2 separate regions of the Mus musculus genome follow, and region 1 is linked to region 2. A link is a contact called in public Hi-C data. All regions are on one chromosome and are shown on one strand. The core of a region is the stretch at or near the end of the contact, and the rest is flanking DNA. Distances in the headings are between cores, read along the strand shown. Region 1 holds the start of Hcst (hematopoietic cell signal transducer). Region 2 holds the start of Cic (capicua transcriptional repressor).

Region 1 (5,397 bases), core at 2,354-4,853, 5.2 Mb after region 2:
TGGGGGTCAGAAGACAACCCGTGGGGGCTGGTTCTCTCCTTCCACCTTGTGGATCTCTGAACTCTAAATTCTAGTTGTCAAGCTTGGCAGCAAGTGCTTTACCCACTGAACCATCTCACCAGCCCCAAGCCTCCTTCCTAACCTTTGGGCTCTGGGTGAGGCTATGTCTCTAGGGAAACACACACCCAGGCTGGTCTCTGGTACATGCTCTCAGAGACTCTGCCCCTGGGAGGCACAGACCCCTGCTCTGTGACCCAATTTCTGGAAGTCTACCTCCCTCCCTGTAGCCAGTTTTGCCCATTCGACTGACTCCTTGCTGGAGGAACTTTTTCTCTGAAAAGTGTTAGAATCTCTTGATTCTTGTTTTGAGTTTGGTGTGGGGAAGTAGTGGCGTGTGTCTTTAATCCCAGCGCTCTGGTGGCAGAGGTAGGCAGATCTCTGTGAATTTGAGGCTGGCCTGGTCTACAGTGTGAGTTCCTGGACAGGCAGGGCTACCCAAAGAAACCCTGTCTACAAGCAAACAAACAAACAAAAACAAAACAAAACAAAAAAGAATCTCAATATTGGCCATCTGATGTCCAGAAGACCCCGGGCTGTCTAGTTTCTGAGAGCCAGGAAACTTTAGGGCAAATGTCAGCCTGATTTTTTTATCCTTCGGTATCTTGGTTGAGGCCTACATGGATCAACACAGCACTCCAATTGGAGAAGCTTATTTGAAGCAACTTAACAAAATCATTTGGGGTGACATTATGAAGAGATTGAAGTGAACCAATATAATGGTGGGACAGGAAAGAAACTGAAGATGGGGAAACTAAAACATTGCCAAGACTCAAAGGGTGAGCAGGTTGAAGATCTGTGGGCTTGGTGCTCCAGGCATCGGGGTGGGGGGCTGCACATGTAAGGACCCTGGGGTTGGTGCCTAATGTGCAGGCAGAAAGGCCAGGAGAATGCTGAGTGCATTTGAATAAAATCTTGACCTTTTCATGATTTTAAGTTTGAAAAACCTGCCAGAGACCTTGAAGGTCATTAGGAGGCTAGATTTGTTTTTATTTGCTGGGCCCCCTCCAATGATGGCCTTTTTTTTTTTTTTAAGGAGCTTCAGGGTCAGAGACCAGAAGTATACAGTGACCTCAACACACAGAGGCAATATTACAGATGAGCCCACTCTATGCCCATCAGCGGCCTGATGCCCGGATCCGGTCATTCCAGATGCCTACTCAACAAGCCCTCTCTGGGATCAGGACTCCCGTTGGAATACAGATCCACAGGGTACCTCCCTGAGATATCTGACATTGTACCATTTCTGTCCCCAAATAAAAGACAGAGCAAAAACAACGACTGAGTTATTCTAGACTGGGCTGACGAATTGGGTAACAGTGGGGCCCCAAGAGCGGTCTTAAATCAGGAAACCACTATGCTATCTTGGAGGAAGTCAAATTTTGGAAAGAATAAAACTAGAAGTATTTGAATCGCTTTATTCCTGTCCTGAAGAAGTGCGTTCCCACGCACCCCAAACCCACAGGATCCAGGATGAGCGGGTCAGAAGGTGCCGTGGTCAGCCTCTGCCAGGCATGTTGATGTAGACTCTACCATCTTCTGGTGGGTGGAGTAGAGAGAGCATGAAGCCTGACCACCCACAACTCTTCCCACATCGCCACCTTCTTGGGAGACCCCCTGCCTCAGCAGGGGCTTCCTCAGGGGTTCCCCAGACACCTCCACCAGGGTTTCCCAAACACCTCCTCCAGGGCTTCCCCGGGACCGCCTTCGTGGGACCCCCTTCTTCCCTAGGGACTGCTAGGGGACCTACACTTCAGGCCCCGCCCTAGTGTTGGCTCACCTTGGGCAGGCCTGCCGTGTGGGCGCATACATACAAACACCACCCCTACAATTAGGAGTGACATGACCGCATCTGCAGCCACTAGGCCTGCCAGGAGTGGCAGAGACAGAGTCCCACATCCGGAGCAGGAACCTGAGGGGATTAGAGCCCAGACAAACAGGCAGCTGAAACTTCTGACTCTCAAAAGTTTTGATTCGTTCACAGGGAGCCCCCTTCTCATCCCCCGCCTCCCTAAAGACCCCGAGACAGAGGGTGGGGGCGTGGGGTCGGGAGCGGAGCAGTAGGGTCAGGTAGGGGGCGCATCAGCTCCCAGATTCTTTGGGATTCTTTGTGCCCTGGGCACACTGGAGAATCTGTTACAGAGAATCTCGAGGTTCTCATCACTTCAGCTGGGTGGTGAAGAGTCAAGATGGGACCTGGGAAGGGCTCTGAGATTAGGATCGTCACAAGCCAGGGGCGTGCTGTGGGACAGACTTAAGGGTTGCAGGCGCTGCTGAAGTTACAAGGGCTAAGGCTTCTTTCATTCCTCACCTGCCGATGTCTGACTTGCAGCCACTGTGGAAAAACCCAAGAAGGTGGATGGAGGTTGGAAGTACAGGGGAGCAAACCCCAACACCCAGGCTTAGGGCAGGTGGGATGCTTGAGTGTAGTGTGAATTTTGGCTTCTTAAAAAAAAAAAAAGCGAAAAACAGTTGTGTGAACATGCTTTGTTTTAATCTCAGGTCTGGGATATGGGGATGCTTAAGATTGTCCACGGTAGCTATGATTTGTCTCGTGCTCTGGCAGGGGCGTGATTCTGCCAGCTGAAGCTAATTAACTTCTGGAATTCTGGGGACTCTTGAGAGGCTGGGAAAATGCCAGAGCCCTGGAGGCTGTGGCTCCTCCCCCTGCTGTTGCTGCATTGGCTGTTTGCTGGATGGCTGGTGGTTAAATGCTTTTTGGCTACTTTACTGGGGTCTAGCACCCTTCTCCATCCCAGTCCCTTCCAACCCCCCTAACACCAGGTAAGCAAGAAAGAAGATTAGAGGGGGAAGGGGTTGTAGACCACTTTAGACAACTTCCTGCTGGTTAGGGGTGTCAAGTTCTAGGGACAAGCTCTTAGGATGTCTCTAACCAGCAATCCAGCAAAAGGGGCAACAATCGGAGCACTAGCCACTGTTGCGGCCTCTAGGGCTCTGGCCTCTTTATACCGCTCAAGAGTCCCCAGAATTCCAAAAGTAAACTATCTTCAGCTGGCAGGATCACACCCCTGCCAGAGCATGAGACAAATCATAGTCACCTGCCACGGGCAATCTTAAGCAGCCCCATATCCCAGACCTGGGATTAAAACAAAAGTGTTCACATAGCGTAACTACATTTTTAGAGAAACCAAAAATTCTCACTGTTCTTAAGACCTAACTAAACTCCACAGTGGAGAGGTAAACTGGAAGGAGAGCTCCCCCCCCCCACCCCCTCCACAGCCACCAGAAAAGGGAAATAGAAGTGACTCAGCAGGGCTTCAGAATCCCATGCCCAACCCCCAAGGACTCAGGGGCACAGGGAGACCGACTTCCTCTCTGTGCCTCTGACAGCAGATGGCAGCCTTTCTGTCCCCTCAACCCCAGCACTGGCTTCACCTGGGAGCAGAAGCAGGAACAGGAGGTAGCCTGGGGGGTCCATGCTGGGCTGGGACCTGAAGGGATCTGGCCAAAACTGTGGTCCAGGGAAGTCCTCAGAACAGTAGAGGAGAAGAGAGGCAGCTAGGACGGATGTCACCCCGATGGTGACAATGCTACCTACTTCCTGTGTGGGTGCATGTGTGTCAAGACTTCCTTTGGAGAACAAATATGGGGGAGTCAGAGCCCAGAGAAGCTTCCGTGATCATCTCGGTGGAGTGGCAAGAGGACCATGGTGTGGGCACCAGGGAGATTATGGAAATAAGCTGGAGGTAGAGCCAACAACACTTGGGGAGGAGGGGGGGTGTGTTTGAGAAAGGGGATCATGGTGACTGTCGTTCCCAGCCTGAGCGAGATTAGAAGAGTGGAGAGTGGGTTGAAAGATAGTGAGGAAGCACTGGTTAAGGAGGGAGAGAAGGGCTGCCTGTGTTTGGGCACACTGAGTTGAAAATACCTAACAGATCTTTCTGGAAATGTGAATGCCCACAGGTAGGGTTCAGAGTCTAGGGACAAGACTGGTCCTGACACGTAAATCTGAGAGGGTTGATGGTTGGAGGACACGTGTAAAGCCATAGACTGGGTGAGATTGTTAAAGAGATACACACACATGCACACTGCCAGAGAGTGCAAGGGAAGCTGAGGGCAGGGCAGAAGCAAGGGAGGGGAGACCCAACCCCCGGCAGTGTTGTAAGAGAGAAGGAGAGATTTGGTCATCACAGTTCAATGCCAAGGAAGGTCACCAAGTGGGAACTGAGAATTGTTGGTTGCCTGGTGGACTGGGAATTCCTGTTTGGCTCACACCTCTCTATCTCCAGTGCCCAGCAAAGTGTCTCCTTTATGTTAGCAGAGTTCTTTAAATGGTGAATAAGTAAGCCAGGCATGATTGCCCAAGCCTGTATGTCCAGCACTAGGGAGACAAGTGAGGAAAAAAATAAATGGCTGTGAGTTCAAGGCTAGCCTGGCTGTTTTAGCAGGTGCATGGCCAGGCCAGCTACTTGGATGTAGGAAGCCCCTGTCTCAAAAACAAAGTGTTGGTAGGGAGAAGGTTTGGGATAAAGGTACTTGACTTGTATTAGGGCCCCATAACTGTCACAAAAAGGCCGGTATCTACAGTAGGCTTCAGAGCACGTGGTCTTCCACCTCCAGGGGAGTTCACACACTTTTTTTTAAAAGGCAAATATTGGAACCAGACAGAGTGGCACACGCCCTTAATCCCAGCACTTTGGAGACAGAAGCTGGCATATTTCTGTGGATTCTAAGGCCAGCCTGGTCTACATGGTGAGTTTCAGGACAGCTAGAGCTACATAGTTTGACTCTGTCTCTGGGGGTAGGGTGGAGTTGGGGCTGAAAAACAAACAAAAGAGCCAATATTGGTAGTTGATATGGCTCCAATATCTATAACCCAACATTTGGGAAATGGAAGCAAGAGAATCAGGAGGGGTTCAAGGTTATCCTCAGTTACCTAGAGTGCTAGGCCAACCTGGGCTACATGAATCTGCCCTTCCCCTTACTCTCTCCTCTCTCTCTCTCTCTCAAATCAAAACTGAAACCAAACGGGGAGAAAAAAAGCATTATAAATGAAAGTTAACTCTAAAGAAGGGAACGGCCACGTGGAAAAGAGAGATGTAAGGCACCTATATGGCCCTTGCCTAGAGACTTCTCCAAGAGGCCATGGGGTCTACACTCACGGTCCTCTTCTCCTCGAGGACTAACAGTAATGCAGAGCCAAGTCAAGGCCTCCAGTATCCCCTTGGCCAGAGACTCAGAATTCCAGGTCCCCATGTGCCCCTCTAGGAAAAAGCAGGACCCTTAAGCACCTACTTCCAGGAAGACCAAGTAATGACACTCTTCAAGGTCAGCCCCTCCCATTCAGAGTCTAAGTTAGCTCTGCGGCTTCACCCGGGA
Region 2 (5,535 bases), core at 3,020-5,519:
TGGTGAGATGGCTCAGTGGGTAAGAGCACCCGACTGCTCTTCCGAAGGTCCAGAGTTCAAATCCCAGCAACCACATGGTGGCTCACAACCATCCCTCTTCTGGAGTGTCTGAAGACAGCTACAGTGTACTTACACATAATCAATAAATAAATCTTTAAAAAAAAAAAAGAAATAACTTATAACTGGTAATAGGTCAGAGTACTAGGTAATATTCTGATATATATATATATATATATATATATATATATAGTACCAATCTGATTAAATAAATGATGTTTCTTAAACATTTAGCTTTTTTCCTCTCTCCTTTGCTTTTCCAGCTGAGGTCTGCTGATGCAGCCCAGGTCTGGATGACCTCCAGCACCGGCCTCCCAGATGCTAGGATTACCTCGGCCTTAGTATTTCTCCATGATGAATATGGTTGTTCTTTTGGTTTCCTTGTTGTTTCCTGAAATAGGGTCTTCTTTAGCCCTGGCTGACCTCCAGCTCGCTCTCTAGCCCAGGCTTTCCTTGAACTTCAAACCATCCAGATCCTCCCACTTCCACCTCCTAAGTACGGTTATCACAGACCCCAGCCCGTGAAAATTTTCTTTTTAAAGTTTGCGGAACTTCATCCTGCTGTTCAAAAAGCGCTGGCTTGAGCTGCTCTAACTCACTAGCCTTCCCAACAAAGCCATCAAGGTCTTCTATTCTCTCCCCCCTCCCCCCTTTTTTCTGCCGGGAAGAGAATTTAGGACCTCAAGCTGGGGTTTTGCAATTGCTCTACCACTGAGCCACACCCTCAGCCTATTCCCATTTTAAAAGAGGTGGAAATCAAGGCACAGGGGTGGGGTGGGGGTGGGGATTAAGTGACCTTGCGCATATCACTCTGTTTGAGAAGAAGCCCAGCTGCGATTTGACCCCAGGCAACCTTAAGGCAGTAGCGTTTTACCTCCAGCAACACCGTCCTTCTCTGACTGGACAGCATAACTGGGTATGTAAGTTAACTGTAGTTTATGTAATTCTCTCAGGGTCAGGACACAGCTCCTTGAACGCACACCTTTCCGCCAATAAGCTTTGGCCCATGGTGTAAACTCCCACTGACTGGTTTCCCTGCATGCCTGCCTGCTGCAATGTTCACAAGCAGTATGGGTGAGTGGGGGAATCCCTTCTGTGGACATCAGAATCACACTAGAGCCAGACAGCCTTTGCACTACAGCAGAACATTTCCTTGGCAGGATGTGTTTGTGTAACCCTCGCTCCTGATGTGACCTGACAGGGGAAACACACCTTCACTCTGACCCGTCTGAGCCTCTTTCATAACACAGGCTTCTATGGACAGTGGGAACTGTGAACTGCCCTGCAGTAGCCTCCTGCGGACCTTACAACTTTCTTTGTATCCAAACGTAACGAGGCCGGTTTGCATTTGCAAAGTCTAAGAATTATCTGTGACTGTTGTGCACCCCCTCCCCTGCTACTTGGTGGCCACCATACGCCATTCATTAGGGGCTATCCAAATGTTTTGTTTGTTTGGGCAACAGGGTCTTACTATATATAGTCCTGGCTGTCCTGAAACTCATTTGTAGACCAGGCTAGCCTTGAACTCAGAGGTTCCACCTGCCTCTGCCCCAAGTGCTAGAATTAAAGGCATGTGCCACCACTGCCCGCTAACATGTGCATGTTTTAAGTTTTAAATATGCCTGTATGTACAGCTGTGAACAACGTGTGTGCCTTATGTCTGCATAGGCCAGAAGAAGGTGTTGGGTCCCTAGAACTGGAGTTGCCCAATGCTTGTGAGTTACCACACGGATGCTTGGCCTCAAATCTCGGTCCTTTAGCTAGTGCTCTTCACCAGCCCAAACACGGTCTTAATGGTTGTATTTCTAGCACTTCAGAGAACAGAGTTCTACAATAGCATGGGTAATAGACTAAGTTCTCTGTGAACTTGTAAGGACAGTCAAATTTCCTTGAATCCCCGTGGAAGGTGGTGCTACATCCACTCCAGTAGTGACAAGCGCCACAGGCTCTGAAAACCTGGGCGCTGTCCCGAGGCGAAAAGTTCACGGAAACTTAGTCTCCTGGAATCGTGGCATCCTGTATAAAGAATGCGCCAATGTCCTTGCTTTAGTTGGTAAACGGATCTGTGTGCTTTCCCTTAATATTGCTTTATTACAAGTGCTCCTAAGAATTGATATTTTGACATATAGCTAAGTTAGATTCTAGGCAGTCCTTGATCTGACCTTGGGCATGGATAGCTAAGTCACTGCCCTACACAGAAATTTACCATTATCTTTTTTTTTTTTTTTTTTTTTTTTTGGCTTTTGGCTTTTGGTTTTTGGTTTTTGAGACAGGGTTTCTCTGTGTAGCCTCGGCTGTCCTGGAACTCACTCTGTAGACCAGGCTGGCCTTGAACTCAGAAATTTGCCTGCCTCTGCCTCCCAAGTGCTGGGATTAAAGGCGTGTGCCACCGCTGCCTGGAAATTGACCATTATCTAGGAAGATAACGAGGAACCAGAAGTAGATACTTAGAACCTAAAGTGACCTAAAGAGGAACCAGAGTAGATACTTAGAACTATAGATAGCTGAGTTACACCCAAACGCAAGTATTTACAATGGCCTAGGGGGAAGGTGGACTATACAATAGACTAGAGTAGGAACTATGGCAAGGGCACAAGCCCCTGGCTTCTAAGATTAAGTGGACCTTAGGTGGAGCTGTTTCTGATCCCAGTTGTTAACAGAATTTTATCTCAGTTGGTTCCTGCCAGTTCTTCCGTGTTTGCATTCCTCTGTTTTGTGTAAGAATCCAGTAACCTCTTTGTACCTTGCTGGTGTCACCCATCTTCCCTATTTTCTTCTGTATAAAAAGTTTGATGCTCAATTTGACAAATTACATTCAGATCCACACTCCCTTGTGTTGAGTCTGTCCATCCATTCCCGCTGACTCCTTGCCCACCTGAGACTAGAGACCCGTTCCATGCAGACAAGGGATCAATAGGGTCTGCGGCACGGTGGGAACTTCCTGTAGATATCGAGAAGTTGCCTCACTGTAAGTGCCATAGATAATGGGTGCTTTTTGCATGTCCTATGTGAAGCAGCCATATATCCCAGAACATTCTCTTACAGAGCATAGTGCAAGCATAAGGAAAGCAGAATAACTAAAAGCAGCTCAATGAGAAAGGGGTTTATCTCAACTTATATTTCATCAAGCCCATCTGAAGGGGCGTCAGGGCAGGAACTCTGGGCAAGAATTCAATGGGGAAGCCATGCAAGAACCCTTCATAATGGCTTGCTCTCCATGGTTTGTTTCGCCTGCTTCCCAGGACCACTTTCTCAGGGGTTGCACCCACCCACAATGGGTTGGACCCTCCTACACCAACCACTAATTAAGATAGTACTGCACTGACTTGCCTACAGGGCAATCTTTTGGAGACAATTGGGGTTCACTCTATGTCAGGATTTGGTACTTGTGTCAACTTAAAAACTAACCAGCACCAACAGTAAGATGTGCTACAATAGACCAGATGTGTGTGTGTGTGTGTGTTTCACTATTACAGTCTTGAGTATCCATCATATGCAAGAGAAACCTTCATTAGAGGAGGAGTACACCATTCTCCATTATCCTTTGATCCAAGGGAAACCTGATGGGAAGACTGAAGCTAGGGATAGTCACACCTGGTGTAAACTCGGCACCGGGGCAACAGCTGTCTATGCCTCAGAGGGTATGTGGCACATGCTCTTCTCCTCACCTCCGGTGTGACACCCACCCCAAGATTTTTACACATCTTTCCTCAGGTGTGAAAAGCCATAGGGCTATTCGCCTTCGGAATGAAGTGTGAAACCCCAGGAAGTGACGCAAAAGAAAAGTTTGGAGATTGGAGGGTGCGATCAGAAAAGTGCGCCGTCCTAAAATCAAAAAGTCTTGGAGTTGACATCACGGCCACAGGCCACGCGGGTTGCCAGTACTGCAGAGCGCGCTACCCTACAACCGCAGGTCCTCTCTCCTTCTGGTGGCAACAGGGCTTTCCGCGGGGCCGCGCCAGACTTTTTGAGACTGTTGATTGGCCGTAGTCCGGCCACCCGACAGCCAATCATGCAGAGGAAAGGTGACATCACTAGTTCTCCTCCCATCCCCCTACCCCAAACTTCTCTACTCTGGTTTACCAGCACCAACAACCACGTGGGGGAGGGGTAAGAGAGTAGAACCGGTGAGGTCATTGCACCGCCCCTGCCGTTGCTGATTGGCTGCGGGGCTCGCGGGTGTCGGTTGGCTGCTCTTTGCACCTCCCCCTCGTGCCGCTACAGCCGCCTCAGCGAGGAGCCACTGGCGACGCCAGAGCCAGCAATCCGGGTGAGTCGGGGCCCTGGGTCTAAGATGTTCCCAGTGTCCAGCGAGACTCAGGAGGAGCTGCCCTTTCCGACTTTTTCTCTTCGCCCGGGTTCTTTGGAGCTCCATGCACTCTGTCACATGGGAGTTGTAGTCTGACTTATGCTTCTGACTACGGGCCGGATACAGAAGAAGACTACTATTCCCAGCAGGCATTGCGTTCAGCTGGTCAACAAACCCTCGGGCCACGCCTCTCGAGCTTGTTTATTGGAGGGCATATCCTTTAGTCCCGCCTCCCTTCATTTTATTGGTTACTGTCCCTCGCAGGGGGTGGTTTCTTGCTTAAGATGGATGGTGATTGGGTACTGTAATTGTCATTCGGCATATAAATAGTCTGTTAATTGGTTAAAGGAGGTGTCCATTACTTGTTGTAAGGTAGAGTTCTAGGCAGATCAGGCAGTCGTAGGCTTAGGTTGGTGTCGGTCCCGGAGGGAGGCCGGTCTTGGAATTTGACCCCGCCCCTTGGCGCTGCCGGAAGAGCGCAATTGGTGGTAGCAAGTGTCGCTTGCGGATGATAGGCGGAGCCGACTAGACAGCGAATATCTATTGGTCTAGGTTGGCGCCGGTCACCGGGGTTGTGGCCGTTTATTGGCTGGTTGCTCCAGCTGTTGCAGGTCCATTCACCATTTTGTGTGTTGGAGTAAAAAAAAAAGGGAGAATCGAGAGGGAGAGCCGGAGGGGGGGCGGGGAGGGACCGGACCGGACTGAGCCGGGGCCACGGCCCCCCGCCCCGAAACCCCGCGGAGCCCGAGGTGAAGGGCGGGGCTAGGGCTGACACTGCGTGGGGGTGGAGGGGAGCTGGAGGCCGAGAGGGGACAGGTGGCAGGGACGGGAAAGGGGTACAGGGCAAAAGAGGTGGGCGGAATGGTGTGGGAAGGGGTGACAGAGTGGAAGAAGTGGTAGGAAGTGGGGAGTGACAGAAAAGGAGCAACTAGGGGAGAGTACTGATAACAGGAATGGAGGGGTAACAGGATTAGATCAGGGTGACAGGGAGAGGAAGGGGACCGAGTTGGAGGGGGTGATAAAGAGAGGCGATGGGCAGAGGTGTCAGATTTGGAGGTCTAGAGATGGCCGACAGAAGAGTGAATAGGAGGAATAGGTGATATAAATAAATGGGGGTGACCAGCGGGGGGGGGTAACAGGAGGGGGCCTAGTATCTGAGAAAATAAGGT

The links. A called contact is a pair of places that touch in the nucleus more often than the background predicts.
Region 1: a Hi-C map of B cells shows a contact between it and region 2, with 6 read pairs. The contact joins the promoter of Hcst here to the promoter of Cic in region 2. A contact is called at or near these places in 1 of 39 promoter capture datasets (maxillary cranial neural crest) and 1 of 484 Hi-C or Micro-C datasets (B cells).

The regions. Positions count from the first base shown.
Region 1 is chr7:30,416,251-30,421,647 of GRCm38.p6, forward strand. It overlaps Hcst (hematopoietic cell signal transducer), which reads right to left and starts at 3,604. Exons shown (of 4, transcript NM_011827.3): 1 at 3,454-3,604; 2 at 2,369-2,392; 3 at 1,838-1,969; 4 at 1,462-1,596. The coding sequence starts at 3,496. The coding sequence ends at 1,556. Tyrobp (TYRO protein tyrosine kinase binding protein) reads left to right here. Exons shown (of 5, transcript NM_011662.3): 5 at 1,094-1,332. The coding sequence ends at 1,159.
Region 2 is chr7:25,263,430-25,268,964 of GRCm38.p6, forward strand. Cic (capicua transcriptional repressor) reads left to right here and starts at 4,270. Exons shown (of 21, transcript NM_001302811.1): 1 at 4,270-4,327. Gm45974 (a long non-coding RNA gene) reads right to left here. Exons shown (of 3, transcript XR_001778066.2): 3 at 4,904-4,968.